Linked DNA regions of Ovis aries: regions 2 and 3 are each linked to region 1. The links are chromatin contacts, called in public Hi-C maps. All regions are on one chromosome and are shown on one strand. The core of a region is the stretch at or near the end of the contact, and the rest is flanking DNA. Distances in the headings are between cores, read along the strand shown. Region 1 holds the start of CFAP126 (cilia and flagella associated protein 126). Region 2 holds the start of TOMM40L (translocase of outer mitochondrial membrane 40 like). Region 3 holds the start of NDUFS2 (NADH:ubiquinone oxidoreductase core subunit S2).

Evidence for each region. Hi-C and Micro-C count contacts between places; a contact is called where the count stands out from the background.
Region 2: a contact with region 1 is called in a Hi-C map of liver, with 4 times the contacts expected there. The contact joins the promoter of TOMM40L here to the promoter of CFAP126 in region 1. A contact is called at or near these places in 6 of 16 Hi-C or Micro-C datasets (hypothalamus, liver, mesenteric adipose tissue and 3 more).
Region 3: a Hi-C map of muscle shows a contact between it and region 1, with 4 times the contacts expected there. The contact joins the promoter of NDUFS2 here to the promoter of CFAP126 in region 1. A contact is called at or near these places in 7 of 16 Hi-C or Micro-C datasets (liver, mesenteric adipose tissue, mixed tissues and 4 more).

Annotation. Positions count from the first base shown.
Region 1 is chr1:112,792,360-112,795,059 of ARS-UI_Ramb_v3.0, reverse strand. It overlaps CFAP126 (cilia and flagella associated protein 126), which reads left to right and starts at 1,392. Exons shown (of 8, transcript XM_060415510.1): 1 at 1,392-1,491.
Region 2 is chr1:112,661,201-112,663,900 of ARS-UI_Ramb_v3.0, reverse strand. TOMM40L (translocase of outer mitochondrial membrane 40 like) reads right to left here and starts at 1,450. Exons shown (of 9, transcript XM_042256834.2): 1 at 1,374-1,450; 2 at 913-1,162; 3 at 165-257. The coding sequence starts at 936. NR1I3 (nuclear receptor subfamily 1 group I member 3) reads left to right here. Exons shown (of 10, transcript XM_004002694.6): 9 at 1-2,700.
Region 3 is chr1:112,642,198-112,644,897 of ARS-UI_Ramb_v3.0, reverse strand. NDUFS2 (NADH:ubiquinone oxidoreductase core subunit S2) reads right to left here and starts at 1,312. Exons shown (of 14, transcript XM_004002691.5): 1 at 1,186-1,312; 2 at 299-405. The coding sequence starts at 1,280.

The sequences.
Region 1 (2,700 bases), core at 143-2,642:
ACTTATTTAACTTATAACTGGAAGTTTGTACCCTTTGACCATCTTCATCCAATTCTGCCTCTCCCCAGACTGCAAATCTAATATTTTTCTTTCTCTTTAAGTTACTTTAAAAAAAATGTTATTTATAGTTTTGTTTTGTTTTTTACGCCAGGAGGTGTGGCACATGGGATCTTAGTTTCCCAGTCAGGGATGGAACGTGTGGGCCCTGTATTGGAAGGGTGGAGTCTTAACCACTGACCCACCAGGGAAGTCCCTGATTTTTTTTATTAGTTTGCTTGGTTTTGAGGTATGTTTGATATACAATACTATGTTAGTTCCTGATGCGCAACATATTCAGTATTTCTATACACTTCAAAGTGATTACCGTCTGTCACTATACAAAGATACTCCATTGTCATTTGCTATATTCCCCACACCTAGCATACACAAGCACCACGCTGTTTATTTACACTCCTAATTCGTTTACTTTGTAATTGGAAGTTTGTACCACTTAACCTCCCTCACCTATTCCTCTCCCCTTTGGTCTCAGTATCAACTTTCTTAGGGTATGAATTTATTTTTATTACTTTTTTACATTGTCATCACCGACTCGATGGACGTGAGTCTGAGTGAACTCCGGGAATTGCTGACGGACAGGGAGGCCTGGCGTGCTGGGATTCATGGGGTCGCAACGTGTCGGACACGACTGAGCGACTGAACTGAACTGATACATTACCTATTCAATAATTATCAAATGTTTTTAAATTTTAAAAATACCATTAAGACTAAATAGAAAGAAGTGTATGCGACCTAACTTTAAGTGAAAATGTCAGTGGATATTTTCTGGAATGGGTAGCCGAATTCAAGCAGGCTAAAAAGACACACGATATCATGAGAAGAGAGTAATCTAGTTACGTAAAGGCGAAGTTATAAACTTTTATTACACAGACAAAGAAGATATGGACGCATTAACAAAGTTACAAAATCGCGAATTTCTCCAAAAATTAATTGGTAGCGTGATTTCGCCTTCGTACTCCTGGGGGCGTCCAAGCTCCACCTAACCCCTCCTTCCTCGTTTTTTCCCGAAGGCTCCGAGGACCAGCAGCTGGGCAGCGCGCGAGTCAGCCGAGACGCCGCGGGATGCGGGGACAGCCCCGAAACCTGGGCCCCTGGGCGCCGAGGAGGAAGAGGGCCGACTCCGAGGCAGGGACCGTGCACTATAGCCACTTTCGTCGCCTTAACTGTTCAACCCTAGAACCCTAACCCAGGACCAGAAGCCTGAGACTTGGGGAAAAAGCGGCCCAGGTTTCCGGGAAGTCTGAGAGGTCCAGCAGCCGCAGCCCGCGCAGGGCCCCGCCCGCACGCCCGCCGGCTCGACTCGGCCCGCGCGGGGCCCCGCCCCGCTCCTGCCCAGGCCTGCGGCGGTCGGGCCTTCCGGCCAGTCAGGCCTGAGTCAGGACTGGAAGGCTGGGAAGGAGCGACACTTCCCGGCAACGGGATCAGCATGACACGGTACCAGCCACGCCACACATCGGTGGGAGGGACGTGGAGTACAGCGCAGGCAGCCTCCTGCTGGTGTCCCCAGCTAGGCCCCAGGAGCTGGAAATGACGGCCTTGTCCTTGCTCCCAGGCGAGTGGTAAGCCCATAGGTCTGAACGCTTCTCACTCCAGCCGGGTGCAGTTTACTCCAGCTCCTCCAGCTCCACCCTAATCCCAGTGTTAACTACAGGTTGGCACTTGCCGTGGGCACTTGCCATCTACCTCTGTAAGGACTAAATCATGTGCTGTTGCAGCTGCTGACCACCAACACCCCCTGATGTTGAGAGCAGGAAAGGAGAGCGGGAATGAGGCCCTCTGTGCTGGGGTGGGGTGGGGTGGGGTGGGGTGAGGTGGGTGGAGAAAGGAAACTGGCAGGACAGTTCTTTAAATAGATATTTTCAGGAGCCGCTTTTATGAACCCAATTCTTTTTTTTTTTTTTACTTTTGGCTGTGCTAGGTCTTTGTTGCTGCACATGGACTTTCTCTAGTTGTGGAGAGCAAGGGCTACTGCTGCTCTTCACTGAGGAGCACCGGCTTCAGTAGTTGCCATGTGGGTTCAGTAGTTGTAGTCCTTGGCATGAGATCCTCCCGGACAAGGGATTGAACCCAGGTTCCCTTCACTGGCAAGCGGATTCTTATCCAGTGTACCAGGCTCGTGAACCCAGTTCTTGAATCTCCTCATATCTAGAAAATCACTGAAATCCTTCAGGGTGATGACTGTTTTCCTGATTAGCGGAAAGTTTCATGAGACTAGCAGAAACCTGGAAAAAATATGCACTCAATTGCATGTATTCGCCTTTCACCAAAATCACGTATATACTGACATTCCTCCTTGCTTCTTCAGAGTAGTTTCTCAGCAGCGTCTGTGGTGTTGTTTACAGGCTGCAGTCATTTTGCTGTCACAGTAACTTACAATGTCCTTTAACCATTTTAACGATCTTATGAGATAATCATAAGGGTAGTTTTCCAGGTCACACGTCACAATGTTACAGGTGTGGAAATAAGTTGTAAAGCGACATGCCTGAGTTTCCGTTCTAGTGATGGAGCTAGACCCAGACCCAGGTCATTTATACTGATTGTCCACAAGTCCCTTTTTTAATCAGAGCATCGCTTGAGACCAGGCCTACAAAAAATGTACTTTGTCTTGGAGCCCTTGGAGGGGGCGACTGTGAGGTTCCAGTT
Region 2 (2,700 bases), core at 201-2,700, 130 kb after region 1:
TCTCAACTCATCACACATAGGTTTCCCCACCTTCTCCCATTCAGAAGAAACACAGAGGACATACCCTGCCCATTCCTCCCCATAACAAGCACATTTCCTTCTCCTCTACACCTGAGTCCCAACTGGGCTGTAGGGGAGATAACCCAGGTGAGTAGAGCCCTCACCTCAGTGGGACTCAGTTGCCAGTCCCCTGCATAGGCCGCATGAAGATGATAGCCTGGCAAACCCAGAGCACTCATGTGCACAGTGTGAGCCACCTGAGGAAGAGAAATCCATGGAGGAGACCGCATTCCTGCTCCACTTCAAGCCCCCATCCTACCCTTCATCTATTCCCCATCCGGCAGGTCGTTTAAGAAACCCAAACATTCCAACTTATACAGAGGGTCGCCAGATTAAAAGCAACAAGTCCCACAGACAAAGGAAGTCAAAAGGGCCCCATATCCCTCTTCTTCTGTCCCATATAGCCTGGCTAAGGGGGTGCACGAAAGGAAAGGATAAGATCCAGGGACAGGCAGGGAGGAATAGTAAGGAAGGGACAGAGAAGTGGGAGCACCTGGAAATGGCTGCTCAGAACCTTGTTGACAACGAGCTTCACTCCCTCCATCTGTGCTGGGAATACATCTGAAGGGAGGGGAGGCGGAAGGGAAGGAATAAGCAGACAAGGAACCCCTACCCCACGAAGTCATCTCCCCTTTCAATCCCACAGAAGTGCTTTGGAGGAACTGACCTCCTCTCAAGTCCTGCACCAGGAAATGCTCCGCTCCATGGGGGCGCCTGATCCTCCCTAAGGCTGCATGCCCCAGCTGTGATCTCCCCTTTTCTGCTCCCATCGCTGGACACCCAGCACTCAAGACCCCGCCCTTCTCTGCCCCTTCAACTTGAGACACCCAAATGCCTCGAGTGTCTTCTCACCTTTGCATAGCCGGTGCAGCTCATCAAAGCTCCCAGGGTTGGGGAGAGGTTCCTCTCGACGGGGGCTCCGGCGGGGCAAAGCCCCCATAGGTGCCAGGCCTAGTGTGTTCCCCATTTCAGTAGAGAGGTCAGGGAGGGGCCGGGGTTCGCCTGGGAAAGGACGCTGTTGCTCCCTCTACCCTCCACGGGCCCCACCCCCCATTATCCGGCTCCCCAGTCCCAGAAACTTCCACATAGTCCGACGCTAGACCTGGAACAGGAAAAGTAGGGGGAGAGGGCACCGGTGGGGAGCTTGAACCCCAGGCACACTCCCATTGCATCTTTAATCCCGCTGTCACCCTTGTAACCTCCCCCACTCTCTAATCCTAGTCTCCACCACAGACTTTACCCAGCTTCCTAGTCTTTCTGCTCTTCATTCCTAGGCCACATGGCGAGGCTTGCAATGAGGCAATAACCCTTACCTTCTCATACCATCATGCTGCCCCTTTCCCCCAGGCACACCCCGGTCATCTTGATGGGGGCAGCCATCTTGAGTGATGGCAGAACTGCGGCTTCACGCTGCACCCCCAGCGTGGTCATGGGCGCCATCTTGGAACCGGGCGAAAAAAAAAGATTTCAGAGACCCAACCCTCCTTGATTGGGCTCCGCCCAATGGATTTTTTAAAAAAAGAAAAGGCTGTTTGGCCGCCGAGCATTGGCCAATAGGAGAGGAGAACGCAAAGGCGTGGCCGACCTTACGTCTGGAGAGCTCCAACTCCGGCACTGCAGGGACAGGCGGTACTTGATTGGTTAGGTCCGTGCTACTGCTGCTAAGTTGCTTCAGTCGTGTCCGACTCTGTGCGACCCCATAGACGGCAGCCCACCAGACTCCCCCGTCCCTGGGATTCTCCAGGCAATCTACTCAAATAGATGGCGTTAGAGTGCCCTGCCTCTCCAAATCGGAAAAAACCTTTTAGCTAACAAGACACTAGAGGGAGCATCTTGGGGCCTGAGTCACTGAAGTTCCCTCCACTGTGTAGCCTGGAGACATATAGCCTGTGAAAGGTGGCCCAGGGAAGACTGAATACTTCTTTCGAACACTGATTCATATCTCTCCTAGGGGCCCCGCCCCCACCCAGACCCGTACGAACCCCTGGGGACTCCACTTCGCAGTCCTTCACAGTACACAGTACACCCTCAGATGAATTCCACTCATAGGTACAGCTCTTCGTAGGAAAAGGGACCCACCCTCCCTCCTAGAGGTCCAAACCTTTTAAAGTTTACCCTCTTGTCCTCTCTGTAGAAAGGGAATGGGTGTGAGAGTTTGGGGTAGAGGAGCAGGGGCTGCAACCTGAGTTCCAGCAGAAGTAGTCCCTGAAACACATGACCTCTGCAGTTGATCTTTCCTTCCCTGGTTCCCTAGGAAAGAAAGTGAAAAGTTTCCCTAGGCAGAGTTGGCAAATAAAATCGAGAAATACAGGCTCCTGCCCTCAAATGCACTCCACTCCAAAGCCAGGGACAAATCAATGGAGCTCCCCTTCAAGCACCAAGTGCTCCACAGGGGAATAGTATAAGATAGAATAAAATTTCTTAGGCTCTGGTCGCCTCCTCTACTAGCTCTCATATCACCACTCCTATCTCTCAGGAAGAGGTCAAAGGATGAAAGATACAAATACTTGTGATCTCTATTTAGCTGATTTCACCCAAAGGCCTTGGGCCTGGGGAGTGCATCTCTGTCCTCCCTCACAATCAGGACAGGGACAAGGGCCAGGACCTTGGTCGGAGAGATGTTATGGCCCCTGCTGACTT
Region 3 (2,700 bases), core at 63-2,562, 150 kb after region 1:
AAACTCCTTTAGCAGGAAATATATTAAACCTCTGGAAAAAGCTAAAGCTAAAGATACAAATTTGGTAGGGATCTTCAAGGGTTGTCTGGAATCTCCTCTTTCTTTTCCCTTGGAATTTTCTACTTGATAAATACCTCCTATTATCATTATTATCATATGTGGTGAGTTGCAAGTAGAGTATTGCAAGCAAAAAGCATTGGGGGCTAAATTTTGCCTCAGACAGACAGCTCAAGAGCACTCAGAAATCAGGGTAGGGCAGGGAAGTGTATGGGTTGGGACAGTGGCCCTGGGCACTCACCATTCCAAGGGGGAGGTTTCCAGTGGGCTGTTTCCTTGGTGGGGTACATTACAGCACCCCCATACTGCTCTGCCCATTCCACATCTGGCTGCCACTGCCGAGCACCTCTGGGGAGGTAATGACAAATCCTAGACAAAAGGCCTGAACAGTGCTTGGTTCCTCTGTTCCCACTCACTTTCACGTGGGCCCTAGGAAGGGTGTCTGGGATTCATCAACACCAAGTCGCTGACGGAGCTGTGTAGCTCTGGCAGAACAAACTGGAACTCTTGAGGTTCCATTCTTACTAATAACTTATTCCTGGAATCACTTCACCCAATAACCCTATGCATGCAAAGATGGGGATCCCAGTCCTTTAATTTCTGGTCATATTCATGGTTCCCATCTTAGTGAATACGAATCCGAGACAGGTGTTTATTCAAGGTCAACCGAAGAGTAAGAAAAGGGGGGTGAGGCACGCTCGCTCCTTGGCTCTGCTCAAGTATGGCCAGAGGGATGCACTGAGGCCCGGGTTTTCCTGGGTTACTTTCCTCCTTTAAGTCCACTGGGACTGCCTTCCTTTTCTTTCATAGCGTCTAAGGAGACTTTTCACCCCTGACGAGGTGGGTAGAAGCAGCAGGGCGAATGGGGGGTGGGTGGCATATCACTAATGCTGAGGGGCGGCGTCTCCCTCCACATGATTTCAACCCTGGCACATCGAGCTGAAACAATCTTTCCTCCCTCCTCCAGAACCGGTACCAGTGGATCCCGGAACCCGAGAGCGCAGGCCAGGGAGCGGGGTCACGGGCCCGGGTCATTCTTTCCTAGGCGATCATAGGGCCCATGGAGTTCCCAGACTCGAGTAACCCCAGCCCTGGGGACGGCGCATCGGGCGCCGCCCTTGCTCTCACCTGCTGGGCTGAATCGGCAGTCGGGCCCCAGCCCCGGGCCGCAGCACCTGGGCCGCGGCGCCTCGCAGGCGGCGCAGAGCCCTGAGCGCCGCCATCTTGCCGCCGTAGACTGCTGGAAGGAGAGCCTGGCGGAAGTGCCTCTAGCGCGCCTCCTTGCGGGCTTCCCGCGTATCGGCGCCACGCACCCGTCCTTTTGTAAGCTGGCTCGCTAACCTGACACCAGCCGGGTTCTGCGCCTCGGCTTCACTTTCGCTTAAACACCTGAGGCTGGGGACCGTGCTTCCCACCGCTCCTGACTGGCTCTTCAAAGGCCGAGCCAGAGAAACTTGCCACCGCTGCCGGTGGCAGCGGCTCCCCTCACGAAGCCCCGGCGCGCTGCCCGTGCGCGCCTTAGAAAGTGTTCTGCCGCCTGGCGCCAGACGCACACTCACATGCAGACCCTTCCCCACTTTCTGCCTGCGCCGCTCTGTTGCTGTAGTCCTGCCCTTCTAGGGCAGCGCCAGGCTTTGCCAGTTACCTTCTTATAACCAAATCCAAAAGATTTGGAGCAGAGGGAGCTAATTTCCAGATGGCCTAAATGGGTTAGGGGAAAGGGGCCCAAGTGGGACTGGGCGGGTCTGAGAACTCCCGCCAAACATAAATGAAAAAAAGAGGAGGCGGCCAAGACCACCGGCATTGGAACAGGCTGCAGGGGTGTGTAGGAGTCGCCTCGTCCTAGCTGAGGAGAGGAGGTCCCCTGTAGGTGACCTGATATCTGCCAGCTTTCCAGAACCTATAGAATTAACAGACTCAGTAAATGCCTTTAGTGATCCCTAGCATCCCACTTCTATCCCTGGTCAGTCTCTTTTACTTCATGTGTTTCTGACCTGGCCTCTCCCCTGGCCAATGGCATAGAAATGTGGTACCATCAGGAGTCTGATCCCAATTCTGTGTGGTACAGACAAAGGGGAGTTTCTCAGCCTTGGATCTGGTTCCTGTTCTCTTGGCCTCTAAGCTAAGCTCCAGCTGGGCCACCCGTTGAGTTTGCACATCCCTTCAACTTGGGGTCTGGACGGAGACATCCCCCAGAGAGGGTCCCTGGGCCAGAGCCCACCAGCAGTGCGAAGGGTGGGACAGACAGACCAAGAGAGGGGCAGACGCCAGTAACTCTTAGCTACAAAGAAAGAGGGGAAAGGCAGACTTCTAGCTGACCTAATGGGAACTGTACCAAAGAGTGGGGCCATATCCCACGCTGTGGGAACTGACGACCTGTAAAGACTGGGCGGCCCCCAAGAGCCAGGCAGAGGCTGGGCCTCCCTGCTGCCTTGATTCCCCGCCCGCTCCCTGGGCCTTGTCCCCCTGAAACACAGTGAATGTGGTAATAGTGTGGGAGAAGGAGGTGGGGACTGCATTTTTTTTTTTTTTTTTTGCCTTAATCCAGCCTAAGAGGGGCTTCCCTGGTGGCACAGAAGTGAAGAATCCACCTGCAATGCAGAAGATGCAGGTTCCATCTCTGGGCCGGGAAGATGCCCTGAA